Linked DNA regions of Rattus norvegicus: region 2 is linked to region 1. The links are chromatin contacts, called in public Hi-C maps. All regions are on one chromosome and are shown on one strand. Each heading gives the region's core, a stretch centred on a gene start, on an enhancer-like site or on the middle of the called end of the contact. The rest is flanking DNA. Distances are from core to core; before and after follow the strand shown.

Region 1 (7,347 bases), core at 2,283-4,782:
GAATCATGAACCCTGCTTATTAGAAGAAGATATGAAGGCATAGCTAAGAAGCTACGGGACAGCAGACCTGGGATGAGACACATATTATCCTGCTGCAGAAGCCCTTGCCAGGCACCCTCTGCACTGCAGAAGCCTTTGCCAGGCACCCTCTGCACTACAAGCTCATGTTACACACATTCTCTGCGATTATAGGCTACTTTGGGTGGCATTCCTCTTACTGCCATTTTTCACTTGTGGGATACCTGAATGTCATGCGGCCATCAATACTCTGGCTGAACAGGGAGTTAATGCATATTACACTGGAATGTTCGATTGAACTCCATATCAGCTGTAATTGGCACAATGGCAAGGGTGTGCCTTCTCCTCCTCACTGCTGCATTCCCACCGTTTGGAGAACATCTGACACGCAGAAGTGCTTGTACACTCGCAAGTGTGCCCAGCAGCAAATCCCAAGGCTCAGTTTCTACTTTCTGACACCTAGTCATCTAAGAAAACCATCACTTTCTTGTCAAAATAAAATGACTGCTTCTCCCCTTTTCTGCCAAAACCCACTAATGACACTAAAAAGGGAAGATTTGCAAAAGCAATGTTTAAGGTAGAGAACGAGCGTTTATTAAGAGCTATAGGGAAAGAATTGTACCCATCTGTGTCAGTGACTGTCTCATCTCCAATACCTAACACAGCTCTGGACACTTAGTAGGCACCTAATGTATACATAATAATTAACTGCCAAACAAGAACCATCACTTAGAAGAATTTTAACTGAGAAAAAGTCCTCAGTTCAACTCCTTCCTATCAAAGTTCAGAAAAGCCGCCCATGCCTCAAAGATCTCTGTGAGGAGTGTGCTTCTGTACGGAGTGTGGGTCTGGGGCCTCGCAGATCTCTGTGAGGAGTGTGCTTCTGTACAGAGTGGGCGTCTGGCTCTCCTCCTGAGCTTGCCCAGCCTTATTCAGACTCAAGCTGCTTCCTTCTGTGATATATCATTATGAAGAATATGCTAAACATCACTATTATAAAAAATGAACAACAAAAGCCTTTCTCTGATGCCTCGGGCATTCTCCCACTAATCAGAGAAAAGGATAACCATAGGGTCATGACAAGTCTTTTGGAAGGAAGCTGGCCATGCCATGAAAAATGTCACAGTTAAACAAATGCTTTAGAAACAGAATAGGAAGTGTAGCTTATCCCATACAGTCATACCCTGGGCAATATCACCTATTTCAGATAGCTTCAGTTCGCCAAATGTATGACTGGCCAAAGTATAATCCTTTTAAGACGTATTGGTTACTCAGTAGAAAACAATAATCAGGTCAGAAATATTAACTAACGTATGTCAGTATCCGGTATGACGGCAATGATTTTAGCCTACTCATGGAGAGACATCTCAGTTCTGACACTTTATGAATACATTTTGGGTTTCCTTCCACTGCAGGCAGAACTGTGTTTGTCACTCCTGTGGGCGTTCAGCTCTTTGGAAGGCTAACTCAAACACCAGAGCGTTCATGGCAGTCTGGGTCACTGACAAGGTTGAGCCCTTCCTTGATCGATCTTACTGTCAGTACATAAAATGGATACAGATATATTACCTGAACTAGATGATTATAATTAATATAAATCAAGTGGGGAGTATATTAGTTATCGCAGTTGATTCTCACCATAATCATTCACCGTTGTTACATGCTAAAAATAATTTCCAAACCTCTCAAAATATATCTTCTAGAAGCTATAATTATTATCCTTAAAAAATAGCTGTCACGTCTCAACATTTTATCAGATAAACCAAGCTCCTAGAATTTTGTATTATCTCTTTATTTTGTGTGGGCTGTCCACCCACACTGTTCACATCTTCTGAGAATCCATCAGAACCTGTGAGTTTGATGGCACTGTAGGGACCTCGTAGTCTGAGGAACTGTTCTCAGATGAGGAAACACAAGCCCCAGAAACCCGCGGTGACTGTGTAGGGTCAGGTCTCCACAAGCAAACTTACAGCCAGTACTCAAGGTGTAAAAAGTGCAATGAATACACAGGGCCAGCTTCCTGCAGGGAACAACTACAACTTGTACTCAAGATGTTTCAGGCAGCAGCAGGTCTAGAGCAGAGGGACTGAGCTCAAATCTCGGCTCTAACACCACCTGCAGCCTCAGATTCCTTATCTCTGAAATGGCTAGCATCATAGCCTCTACCTCTTGGAGCTCTGAGGCTATGTGGACAAGTCCCTGTAATACTGTAACATTGGAAGAACATAGCATCTCAGGAGATAATACAAAATTCATCACTACGACCTTGAGGGAGCTCATGCTAATTTCTCTCGAGGTTACATTACGATACATTCAAAAGGTTCTCCTGAAGTGGAAAAAAAAGACACACAAAATGATCTAATGCTGCCCCGCAGAGTACTTGTAGTATTGAGTTTGCTGGTACTCATGACATAAAAATACATTTCACATAACAATGGATGGGGGTGTGTTGTAGTTTTTAACTACTCACAATTTACACAGACAGCTTACAGGAGTGAAAAACTAAAACTAAGTCCCCAAATAAGTTTGTTTTTGTATTTTGGGAATAAATGTAGGCCCTGTGGATGGAATTCATCAGAATAGGTTGGGGGTGCAATGATCTCATGAGAGGGTGTCATAGCACGATTTCACTATGCCCTCAAACCAGCTGAACACTGTGAGAGTTGTCACTGACTGCTATCTAGATGAAACTTGGGAAGGGGATTGATACCACAAGGAGGTATCATTGAAACAAGGTATTTTGGATCCAGGACACTTTATTAAGTTTAAGGGCACTTTTTTTAAAATATAAAGAGACATGTTCCACATCTTATCAGCAAGACACACCCTGGGACTACTAAGTGTTATTTCTGTTTCAGCACAAACTAATCTCAGGATCCCCCAAGTGAGAGGCAGTTACCCGACAGCCTGCCTCTCCAACAGCCTCTGCACTGGAATGGTTAATTTTCCCAGGAAGCGTTTGATGATGGGCCGGCTCTTGGCAAATTTGTCTTTGATTTCAATTTCTAAGACATCGGTCAAAAGTGCAAAAAAGGAGTATTTCTGAAATAAAAAAAATATGTGTTGGCTAAGAAGACAAACACAGAATCCTATCATTTTATATACAGAAAATGGTATCTCTTAGACTGATTGCACACAGAGTTCACATTACCAGTTGCTGTCAATTCTGTACTCAGATAAAACTAAAAAAAGTCACAAAGATTCTTAAAACGAAAAAAGTTTAAAATCTGATTGGCAACAGAATGTTTCATCCAATGATACACTTACTTGGTTTAGGAGTTATAGAATATAGTGTCAAAGATTCGATTATGCATAAAGTAACTTACTGAAGTTAAAGGGAAAATCAGTAACACTGATCCTGTTTCTATTTAAACATTTGACCTCAGCAAACTATGGCAGCAGGAAGTGAGTGTGAGTCATGTCACTTTTCCTTGACCGTGTCCATGCAACCACAGCAATGTGAACTGTACTGGGCTGTTTGACATTTAGGCGCCACTGTGTTTATTTAGTATAATAATTAAAGTTCTCCAAAGGGCAGAGGAATTTGGCAGTCTGCTTAGTGGAAAATAGCACTTGCTAAGAATAAGAAGGCAGCCTGCCTCTGAGTAGGTAGCATTGGGATGCAAAGGCTGGATCCTTGAGATGCCAATGAGAAGGCATGCCGTGTCTCTGCTCATATTTGACTCCGTGTAACTCTGATGAGAAAACCCTTTGCTTGATTCCAATGATGTGATGCATTAGGAAGACGGGCAGCATAGTGCTGCTGTGAGGAACTCTCACATACCATCAACACAATCTGCCTTCGCTTGGGATGCCAACTTCCTGAATGGCTCAACTAGCAAGTCTCTAAAAGTCCATGGAAACATTTGCCAAAGTCCATAGAGGAAGAAACTCCTTTAATCTGAACTGAATACATACTACAGCAAAAGGTTGAAAAAAATACAAACCAGACTTTTTCCCTTTGATTCTGGCTTTACTGTGATTCTACAAGGTAATATTTCAATCCTCTTGTTCTTATAAAACCTTTGTTCATCATGAACTCTTTGCATTACATTTTAATTTTTTAAGAATATTAAGATATATATTTATTTCAATTATTAAACCTGTAGCACACCATAAAGTCGTACCCTAGAAGAGAACAATTCAGCAGTCTTACTAAACAGCTGTCTCTAACAAAAAGGAACTAGCTCACATGCGGTGTACCCTCCTTGCAACAGAACTAGACATCTGGAACCATCGTGCCCACACCCATTCACAGCTCAGGTCTGCACAGAGGGAAAAGACGAACTCACCTGTCAAGTACTGTCAAGCAGAAGACCCCCCCCATCGCAATTCCCCACCCTCCTCTGCCCCTCCCCCAGCCACTGCTGTGTACCTCTCTGTGCCAGATTGGATTGGTGGTGTTACTGATGATAGTGGATCTTCTCTCCTGCCCGTGGTGGGCACAGGTAGGGAAACTGCTCTTCTTCCCTGGCTGAATGGACATCTTAAGATAAGGGTCAGGATTGAAGAACATCCCTTTCTTGAGCCCAACTGCCCTGAGATCTTGAGAAAGGGAGGGAAGGAGGGAGAGGGGTGGGGGGAGGAGAAAGAAGCAGAAGTGAGGAAAGGCAGCAGGGAAGGGGGGGAGCAGAGATGACAGGAGGAAGGATTCAGACATCCTGGTTAGCACAAACAGCAAAGTTCTTAACTGAAGTTCTACTCCAAAGCTCTAGGCAGAGTCCGTCACACTGTGTGCATAAAGAGATTTAGCCACACTGTGTGAGGGTAGAGAATGGTAAGTGGGTCACCTTCAAGCAGAGGGTTCTCCAAGGTGACAAAAATCATGCCAGCCCTTCTTCATCACCTTGTGCCCTAGTTGGAGCGCTTCCCACCCCATGTGCTTGTGGGTTCTTGTCCTCTTTTTCCTGGTGCGGTGTGGTTGGTCAGCCAGAATGTGAGACAGCCTCCGCACAGAAATTCTTAATAATCAGTTTATAAAAATACTCATATATGTAAAATTACACATTTCTGTATTATATGTGTGTATGCATATTGTATATGTGTATGCATGTATACGTTTAAATCGGTTTAACTTAAGAAAAATTTAAAGTACACACTCATTTGTACTACATCTTAAATATCACACATATTCTATAATGAATTCAATATGTAAATGTAATCATTTAAAATAATTCTTCAGTTATTTTTGTAACCTATAAAGCAATTTAAATATTCGAAGAATATCTCATAACTTACCTTGCATTCACAAAATATTTTATATGACACAAGATGCTAAAAGTCTTAGGTGGAGTCTGCTCAGTGAGGAGACATTTTAACTGTCAGGCTGACAGGTACACAAATGTCTAGTATGAAAGCTGACTTAGCTGGGCCTATAACACCTTTCTGAGACTACTGGTATGATTAATGCAGCTTTGGGGCTAAACCATCAAAGCCATGGAAGAGACTACATTTTCATGTGTTTCAGATCACTCTGGAGGTCTTGAACACTCTAGCCTAGAGAAGAAGTCTGCACAGGAAGGCCTGTATTGGCTAGATCAGCAGAGAGACACTGCATTACAGCCCTGAAATACAGGTCAACCTAGGCCTTGGGTTTTATGTATTCCTCAGAACTTACTCTCAGGAAGGAATGGACTGGTCCACAAGAACTCATGGCCTCATACATGAGACAAAACCAGACCAGGGCTGTCTAATGACACATAGTCAGCAGCGGAATAGGATACTACATTAGCAAATATGGAGCTATTCGACAGTGAGGCCTCATGTTGACAACACTGCATGAGATCTAGATTGATGGCTGACCTAGAGACCATCAGGAGGGGGAAGGACAGCGAGGTATGCAACACGTACTCTGTGACGCTGCTGCCAGCCCATCATCCTACTGGTCCAGTTCTGATGCTTCATAAACTGCGCATCATTATTAAACGCTGATCCGCATGGACCGTTCATTCTCTGCATGTTTTCTCTGTTAGTGTAGAGCAGCCTTGAGAAGAAAATGCAGCTCACATTTATTGTCTTGCCCTTCCTGAATACTCTCGCCTCAGACTCAAGACAGATTGATAGACTCTAGATATTAAGTTTACTTCTGAGCAAGAGATTTCCTTGAAGCAAATTCAGAATATCATGGAAACAGCTGCTGAAAAGTCTGACAAAACTAATTCACTCACAGACAAATATTCCTTTGAACAAAAAAGCATTCCACCACCAGATCAAAGTCACGGTGAAAAGGGTGTCGAAGTTAGACATCTGTGATGCCAACTCCTGCCCTGTGAGATGCTACACAGACGAATGAGTCTTCATTAATGCAGGTGATAAACTGCCAAGTATTTGTAATGTGGCGATGCACCCCCTGAATCTACACCATCTCTGTTCTTGCTTCTCTCTATTTTCCTTTGTTTCATTGTTTATAAATAATCCACAACACGTAATAAGCCAAAGAAGAACCCAAAGTAACAAAGGCATGCATGCTAAATATCCCAGTTTCAGCCTTATTGTAAGATTTAAGACATTTATCGAGACATTTTTTACTGAAGCTGTATAGTTCAATTCTTGATCTCCTTCCTTATTCTTAATTAATTTTTTTTTCACCAGAGCTGAGGATCAAGCCCAGGGCTTCCACTAGCTAGGCAAGGGTTCTACCACTGAGCTAAATCTCCATCCCTCCCCCCCTTTTTTAAGCTCATTTATTTATTTAATATGTGTGAGTAAACCACATGACACACACAAGAGGGCATCTGAGGCCACTACAGATAGCTGTGAGCCACCGTGTGGTTGCTGGGAATTGAACTCAGGACCTCTGGAAGAGCAGTCAGTGATCTTAACCGCTGAGCCACCTGTCCAGCCCCCTTTATTCTTAGATAACCAGGCATAGTGCATTTGCAGGCAGCTATTCCAGTATGCCAATACTTTCAGACAAACATCGTCACCCATTGTTAGTCTACAATCTTAATTGTTTTACAATCGATGTTACAGAATTCTACTCATCTCCTATGATTTATACCCATTTCCGTCCACTCGGCAGCCAGCTTCTATGTGAACAGAGGTGGGATGCTCAGAAAGGATTTAAAGATGGACTCGCTGATGTCCAACAGATTTCTTATTTTGAGGAAGATACCCTGTGATTTTACTTTCCAGATAGTAATTCTCTTGCAGTGAGTTAACAGCACTCCTTCTGAATTCAAAAATCAATACACGACTGCCAAGTTTAAAATGATATACAGCAATCCAGCACATCGTTCAATAGCTCTAAACTAAGAAATCAATAGTCGACAATCAAGGGGCTAATTGTTCCCAGTTATCACCAGGGGCTTCAGTGCCTATTGCTTCCCT
Region 2 (7,347 bases), core at 2,216-4,715, 480 kb after region 1:
AATCCTGCTGTTTCCTCTCCGCCCCTGGGATTTCAGGTGCGGGCCGCCATGTTCCACTGTTGACTTTTTAAGCTGTAAAGTACAGCAGCAGGTGAAGAGACTCCAATCCCTTTCCTGTATGTAAGGCCTTGGGGGTCTAGGAAATGAGACGGGGCATTTTCCAGCTACACTAACAGACATGCTAACCCTGTTGGGATCTCTCCACTCACAGCACTGGTTCTAGGGCAGACCTAACCCTGACTGGCTTTTTGCAGAGGCTTCTCGAACTTCAGCATCACAAGCCAGCCCCAAAGGCAGCCCAGTCGTTTCATTTCTGCCTCCCTCAACCAGCAGATGGCACCCGAGGTCCCGGCAGTGTGGGCCTACTCAGTGAAGATGCCAATCATCTGGGCCTTAGACACCACTAACAACATGCAGGATGCAGAAAGTCAGCACCTCTCTCTACCTTGTTGTAAAAAGGATTCTGGAATGGGATCAAGTTTCCATATTGTGTGGCTTCTTGAGCAGAAGAAACCGATGCGTTTAAAGACAGTGTCACACAGCTCTTTTAAGGCTCCTCTCCAGAACCATGTTGTGAAAATGATCCCCAGAGCCATCCGCTTACATTCTAAAGGACTGTAACACAGAACACCGGTTCCTGAGGCAGTGGAGGCCGGAGCATCGCTTATTCAAACGGCCGGATCCATGACTGTCAGTTCTTGTGTAGAACGAACAGAAATTTCTCTTTGCATATTCCGGGTCCATCTTGGGTCTCCTCACGGTGCCCTCAGCAGAGAAGCCTTCGGGGGAATCTCACATCCATGTTGTTTGTCAGTAGTAAGAGTTTCTGATCTAGAAACCTCACTTTTGTCTTTACTAGACCCCTATCTTTCATCCCACATAAAATTCAAAATAGAGCAAAGACCTTAATTTAAGACCTGAAACACCAAAACTGCTAGAGAGAAATCCTCTCAGTCAGAGAAACCATTTCAAGATAGTTACTAGTAAAACCTTTCTGAGCAGAAATCCAATAGCTCAGACCACAGTCCCAGGGACTAGCCAGTGGGACTACATGAAATTATAAAGTTTCTCCCTGGCATAGCAACTATGAGCAGTGTAAACAGACCATGCTAGAATGGGAGGAAATCTCTGGCAGCTGTGCTTGAAACAGGGAGCTAATATCTAGAATGCTCAAAGAACTGAAAAAAAGTAAACACCAAAGTTCAAAACGTAGTATCAGTACCAGGCCAATGTCCTGAACAGAGTCCTCAAAAGAAGAAATATGGGATTGGAGAGATGGCTCAGCGGTTAAGAGCACTAATTCCTCCTCCAGAGGTCCTGAGTTCAATTCTCAGCAACCACATGGTGGCTCACAACCATCTGTAATGGGATCTGATGCCCTCTTCTGGTTCGTCTGAAGACCGTGACAGTGTAATCATATACATAACATAAATATTTTTTAAAACCTCTTATAGAAATAGGAATAGCCAATAAATACTTTTAAAATTGTTCAACATCCTTGGCCAGCAGGAAAAGGCAAACCGAAAATACTTTGTGATTCTGTCTCATCCTCTTCAAAATGGTTATCAAGAAGACAAACATATAACAAATGCTGGGAAAGAGATCTAAAAAGGAGTCCCCTTACTCACTGTTGATGGAGTAATGGTGTAAAAGTCTACACACACACACACACACACACACACACACACACACACACACCATGTACAGATGTACTAAATTTGAGAGATGATTTGGCTTGTGTAATCACTTCAGAGTGAGTATATGTATCAACCATGTACATGTCACTTTTTAAGCCTATGCTTGTAGTCTGGGTCTTTCAACCTATGTAGGCAAGGGTCCCAGCGCTGAGCCAGATCAATAAACCCTAAAATTATACCTCAAAAAAGGAGGGGTATGGTGGCATAAGTGAGAACGGCCCCCACAGACTCATGTTGGAATGCTTGGTGTCTAGGTAGTGAAACTGCTTGGGAAAAGTTAGGCAGGGTGGCCTTGTTAGAGCAGGTGTGGTCCTGTTAGAGGTAGTGTATAACTGAAGTGGGCTATGAAGTTTCAAAAGCCCACACCAGGCTCAGTCTCTCTTTGTCTGCTGCCCCCCAAGAAATATCCTATCTCATTTGATTCCTTCTGTCCAATTCTGTAACAGTGTTTGGATTTGTTAAAATCTCAAATTACTGTCACTTGGAAACCTGGAATTATAAGTCTCTCCAGTTGCCTCTAGATGTCCTAAGAAGTTTGTTGACTAACGCAATGTCTACCAAACTTCGTAAAACCTGTTAACTAGAACCCAAGGCTTCCACTGTACAATTGCATACAATGCCTAAGTCCTCCCCACTCTTACCTTGGAGAACCTGAGAACCTAGGATTATATCCAGTTAGTGCATGGATAAGGGGCTTTCTTTCCCAAGACACCATTGCAGAGTATGAAAACCAGTAAAACAATCTTTGTACCAAATGTGCTTATTCACCAAATTTATTTTTGAACATAAAGAACACCAGATTATGACAAATTAAAAACAAAGCACCAAAAGTCGCTACACGTTAGTACCTGAGCGGAGACTGAAGGCAAATATTCACATAATAAAGCCACATCATAATGCTGAAACACAGGTAAAAACATTCACAATACTCCACGAAGTAGAATAAGTAGCACTTTCCCCCAAATCACAACCAGTTAAATGTAACAGTGTTAATTACACGATACCAAAAATACACAGGAAACTACACGCACGTGTGTTCAGTGCCCTGCACGTGGTACACCGCACTGGGGAACAGCATGCAGGCTAAGAGAGGGAGAGCCGTGCTGAGGCTGTTCTCAGCGGTCACTTCAGGACAGGCTCCCTGCACGGCGCATTGGTACCACACGACACTTTCTGGATGGGAACTTAACCAGTGTACAAATAAATGATCGCTGTACACAGTCTCCCTCAGCAGCCACGAGGAGTGTGTGCTCTACACGCTTAACCGCAAGGTAGAAACTGATCTCATTATTCACCTACTGCCTCCACAACTTCTTGTCAATCTGGCCGGGCCTTTAAAAGAGACATACTGTCATTTCTACATGTTTCTAAGAAGACTTATTTAAATATAAAATTGTAATAGTCATGGAGGTGAACCTGGAGGAAATACATTGAGTGTATGCCCAAAAGGAACATGTAAAAATAAACAACAGACCGAGTTCCCAGAAATGTGGGCATCTTTGGGCAAAGACTGTGATTATGCTTAAAATTGATTAATTTGGACTTTAATGGAAGTTATACTCATTGTTTTAAATAAACACATAAAAGTGTGAGAATTTAAATTAAACTAAAAAGAGGAGCTAATTCTCCCTTGATACCATAAAAATAACAAGGCAGGAAAAGGAACAAGAAAAATGAAATAGTAATGCTGGGGAAAAAAAAAAAACTACCTTCATTTGAGCTGAGTCACTGGGAAATGACCCTCATTTGGAAATATAAACATGTCTCAGTCTGCCTCAACGCTCAGCACACGTCTCGGAAGGAGCTCTGGTAAGATCATTATCAGCAGAGCAAAGAGACATTTCAGTCATTAATTTTTCTGTATTCAGTGAGTTTAGAAACAGAAGTGTTGTGACTATCCCTAAAATATTTTCCCCCAGAAACTTTAACCAAACCTAATTTCTCGCACACATCCAGACTAAGCCAATCTTAAATTAAAATAAAAACAAACAAACAACAACAAAAAACTCTGGAAAGTAAGGGTGGCCTCAGGAGCAGCAGCCATGTGAGCTCTAAGTAAGTGTGGGCCGATGGGTACTGAGAACTTTTGTTCCAACAACTTAAAAGAAGGGACTCCAGGCAACCCGGAGAAGTAGAACACAGCTACAGGTTGCAGGGCTTTGCTTTGTCGTTTTAAGGCACAGTCTGTTTTATCCCAAATAAATTCAAGGTCACAGTGATGGGGTTTACTCGGTTTTGGTTTGTCTTGGGCACGTTGCTACATTTATAGCTAGTCTAAGTTTAAGAAACCACAGGATCGTTTCTAAATGATATACGTCAGTGCCTGTTTTCAAAAAATATAAGTATGCAGCACAACATCCTAATATGTAAAAATGAAGATTTCGCTCCGGGCCACACAGCAGGGGGTGGGGAGGAGATCTGTTCAAGAACTCTTACAAACCTCTGCCTCGGTGCCCAGAGCCTGGTCTGTTAGGGACAGGCATCTCCCACTTAGGCTAAGCCCATTGCCAAACGGAAGACAAAGCTTCCAGAGGACACAGCATCCTGAAGCCAGTTCTCATAAACTACCTTTCCACTAATTTATCCAAAGTCCCCAACGGTTACCTAGACAACCATCACTCGATCCAGACCAAATATTTCAGTATCTGGCATGTTCTGTCTCTTCACTTGCGAGGTTAACTTATGAAAAATGTGCCAGCATTACAGTAGGCAGGGCAGAGAGGCCATGGGAAACGCTAGGCGAGACTGAATGAAACACTGCAATTTCCACAACATCCCTCTGGGGGAAAACTTGAGTTCCCGGGGCCCACAATGGCTTCTGCACCTGCTACATTTCTAGTTTTGTCTAATGCCCTATCAATGCCAGTGTGTTTCATCAACAACTGTATTTCGTAGTATTTGGCCCAAGATGTGCATGCTAAGTGGCTTGCCTCATCATACTCTATTAGGTTCTACTGGATAAACACTAGGGACTGAACAGAGACATACAGAAAGCAACAGAAACCCCACAGGACAAGCTTTCAACTGTATAAACCAAGACACCTACACCAAAAATGGATTCTGTAAAACAATTGACTATTTACACCACAAAACAAGCCAAAGTCAGATTACTTCAAACGATTACCTCAATTAACTGCTCAAAGATTACTACTGAGTGGACTCATCGTTTACCCAGCAATGTCAGGAAACCAGACGCAACAGAACACAGAATGCACTGTCCTAAAGCTTTGAGCATTTTCAAAGAAAAACAGAGTATGGAACATGTTTTCAAGATATCCACATTTATTGTAAGTCCTAGATGAAAAATACTGAAAAGATTACTTTTGTTTTATCCCCAGATTACTAAGAAAGTTCATTGGCACAAATATCCAGAGGTATCTTACAGTTTCATTTAGCTTTGGTGATAAAGTATATTTGCTAACTGTGAGGATACTTAGCTTCCAATACAGATTACCCTAAAAAATTTTTAAATGTATCCTTTTTTTTCCTAAAAAAGGGATGTAAAAAGTCCAATATGAAACAGAAAAAGTACACATGAAATACAAAATACACTGTCTATTAGGCTCTAGAGCAGTTAATGGTGCTACATGGTGTCTACAAACTTTTGTCACAGTAACATCACTACCTTACAAATACTAAAAGTAAAAACCATTTAAAATAGCACATGAACTTTACAAAATGGATCCCCATAGACTTCTTAGACCGAGATTAGGATTCAGATAGGAAAGTTTGCTCTAACTAAACACCAATAGATCTAGTTTTCCACTGATGTTCAAATCAACAACGTACAGAATGATTACAGGTTGATTCTGACTCAGATAACCATTCTACACCGTCATCAGAAGTTAAGTGGTTTCTTAGCATACAGATGGGTTTTGGCAGCATAACATGCCATGCCCTTATAAAAAACTGCTCTTGATTTTAAGATTATTATTCCCACACTTTAATCAAGTTGTAGCTTAGATACTGCCAGCTTTGAAACACATGGTTGCCCTCGTTGCACGGCTATGTTTGCAGCATTAACAGAGTAACAGATGTCTTAAATTATCACCACTTCCGATTCTTGCTCTGTTCTCAAAACCAAGCTACCAACATAGGAAATTCTGTTTTCATTTATTCACGATGTTTTACAGATGCACAAGTTTAAGCATTTGTAGCACACACTTGGACTGCTGATCTGATTTCCATTTCCCATAATCCTATGGAGAGCTAGGAATTCGAGGAGCCCAGAGCTTTCTTATTCCCTCACGCATCAGCAAGCCTTATGCTGAGAAAGTAGATACTCACAGAATTATAAATGTGTCCTGTTCAAAAAGTCTGCAGTAAGATCCCATCTCTCATTCTTAGAGTTTGTAGAGTGAGTCCTGTATTTATTTTCTGTGGTAGGGAAGCTTTCCTGGAAGGAACTAATGTCGTAAACTCTCATGGTGCCCTTTATTCTGGCAAGTGTCATACTCCCCAAATGGACTGTGACCCTCGACAAACTTCATAGTCTGTTTCCTATGATATACAAATTCACAAATCTTCCACACAGTTGAAAAACAACCAACAAAATCCTCGGATCCAATGAATCAACATACTTCTAGATTTTCCCCATCTGTTCAATTACAGCTTTCTAAAAGTTTGTATCCAAACCAAATACTGCAAGGCAATGCATGACTAATTCAGACCTGTCTAAGGAGACATATGAGGCACCTGGCTTATCCTACGATTACGGAATCAACTGCTCATGATATTTGTGGATCCCCACCTCTTGAGTATTTTTGTGTGCACATGTTCATGTATGTGCACCTGTGTATACATACAGGTGCAGGGACGGATCAGAGGGTAGGGCAGAGGTCAAGGCTGGATGTCTCCCTCAAACACTTTCTACCTCATCTTATGCCACAGGATCTTTCACTGAACCTGAAACTTGCCAAGATGGCTGGCCGGCCAACAAGCCCCAAAAGTCTGTCTCCACCCTCCCAGTGCTGGGATTATAAGCAGGCACTAGTCAGCCAGTTTCTCCCGTGGATTCTGTCAGTCTCTACTGGGGTCCTCGTGCTCGCACTGCAGGCACGTGACCATCTGAAGCATCTCTCCAGGCCTACTTCCCATGAGCCTCTGCAGCTTCGAAGAACTACTAAAAACCGAGTTCTGCTTCCCTGTTTCACCATCCTCCATAGGAGGGTGCATGGTGAATGAACACCTTCTCTGTGTGTGGGATTAGGAGGGTGCATGGTGAATGAACACCTTATGCTATGAGTGAAAAGAGTAAAAGGCTAAAAGAAAGTACAGGGACTTGGTAATGAATAAGACAATCAGCCTTGTATGAATTCGTGAGCACTGTGAAAACGTGTCATGTTGACATGTGTGATAATTATATAGATACTATTATAGACTACTCAATAAAAAGTATCCCGTCACAGACAGCTGAAATTACATAACTAAAATATAAAAAGATTTAAAAGACTAATCAATACATGATCAATATAGATATAGGGCAGCTTCAAAAATCAGTGTTAACCCAGCATAAATGGTTTCTTTAGAAGTTTTTGTTATAGTGATACCCAAGAGTAAAATTTACTTAATTTTGGTATGAAGTGAATCCAGGCGAGCTGTGTGTTACTCAACAGTAGAGAACGTAATTAAGATACTGGGGCTCTGGATT

What was found. A called contact is a pair of places that touch in the nucleus more often than the background predicts.
Region 2: a Hi-C map of the A7r5 cell line shows a contact between it and region 1, with 2.0 times the contacts expected there. The contact joins two enhancer-like sites. A contact is called at or near these places in 4 of 12 Hi-C or Micro-C datasets (the A7r5 cell line, the Rat2 cell line, Schwann cells and 1 more).

What each region holds. Positions count from the first base shown.
Region 1 is chr9:62,978,164-62,985,510 of GRCr8, forward strand. It overlaps Hecw2 (HECT, C2 and WW domain containing E3 ubiquitin protein ligase 2), which reads right to left. Exons shown (of 28, transcript NM_001108218.1): 5 at 4,394-4,563; 6 at 2,918-3,060. Among named protein-coding and RNA genes, the nearest start is that of Hecw2, 93 kb to the right of the region's middle. Within about 2 kb of position 3,533, at least 7 of the 93 cell types and tissues checked have an H3K27ac peak or open chromatin away from gene starts, as enhancers often do. A contact at or near this core is called in the A7r5 cell line, where this site is marked.
Region 2 is chr9:63,460,471-63,467,817 of GRCr8, forward strand. No RefSeq gene overlaps it. Among named protein-coding and RNA genes, the nearest start is that of C9h2orf66, 20 kb to the left of the region's middle. Within about 2 kb of position 3,466, at least 3 of the 93 cell types and tissues checked have an H3K27ac peak or open chromatin away from gene starts, as enhancers often do. A contact at or near this core is called in the A7r5 cell line, where this site is marked.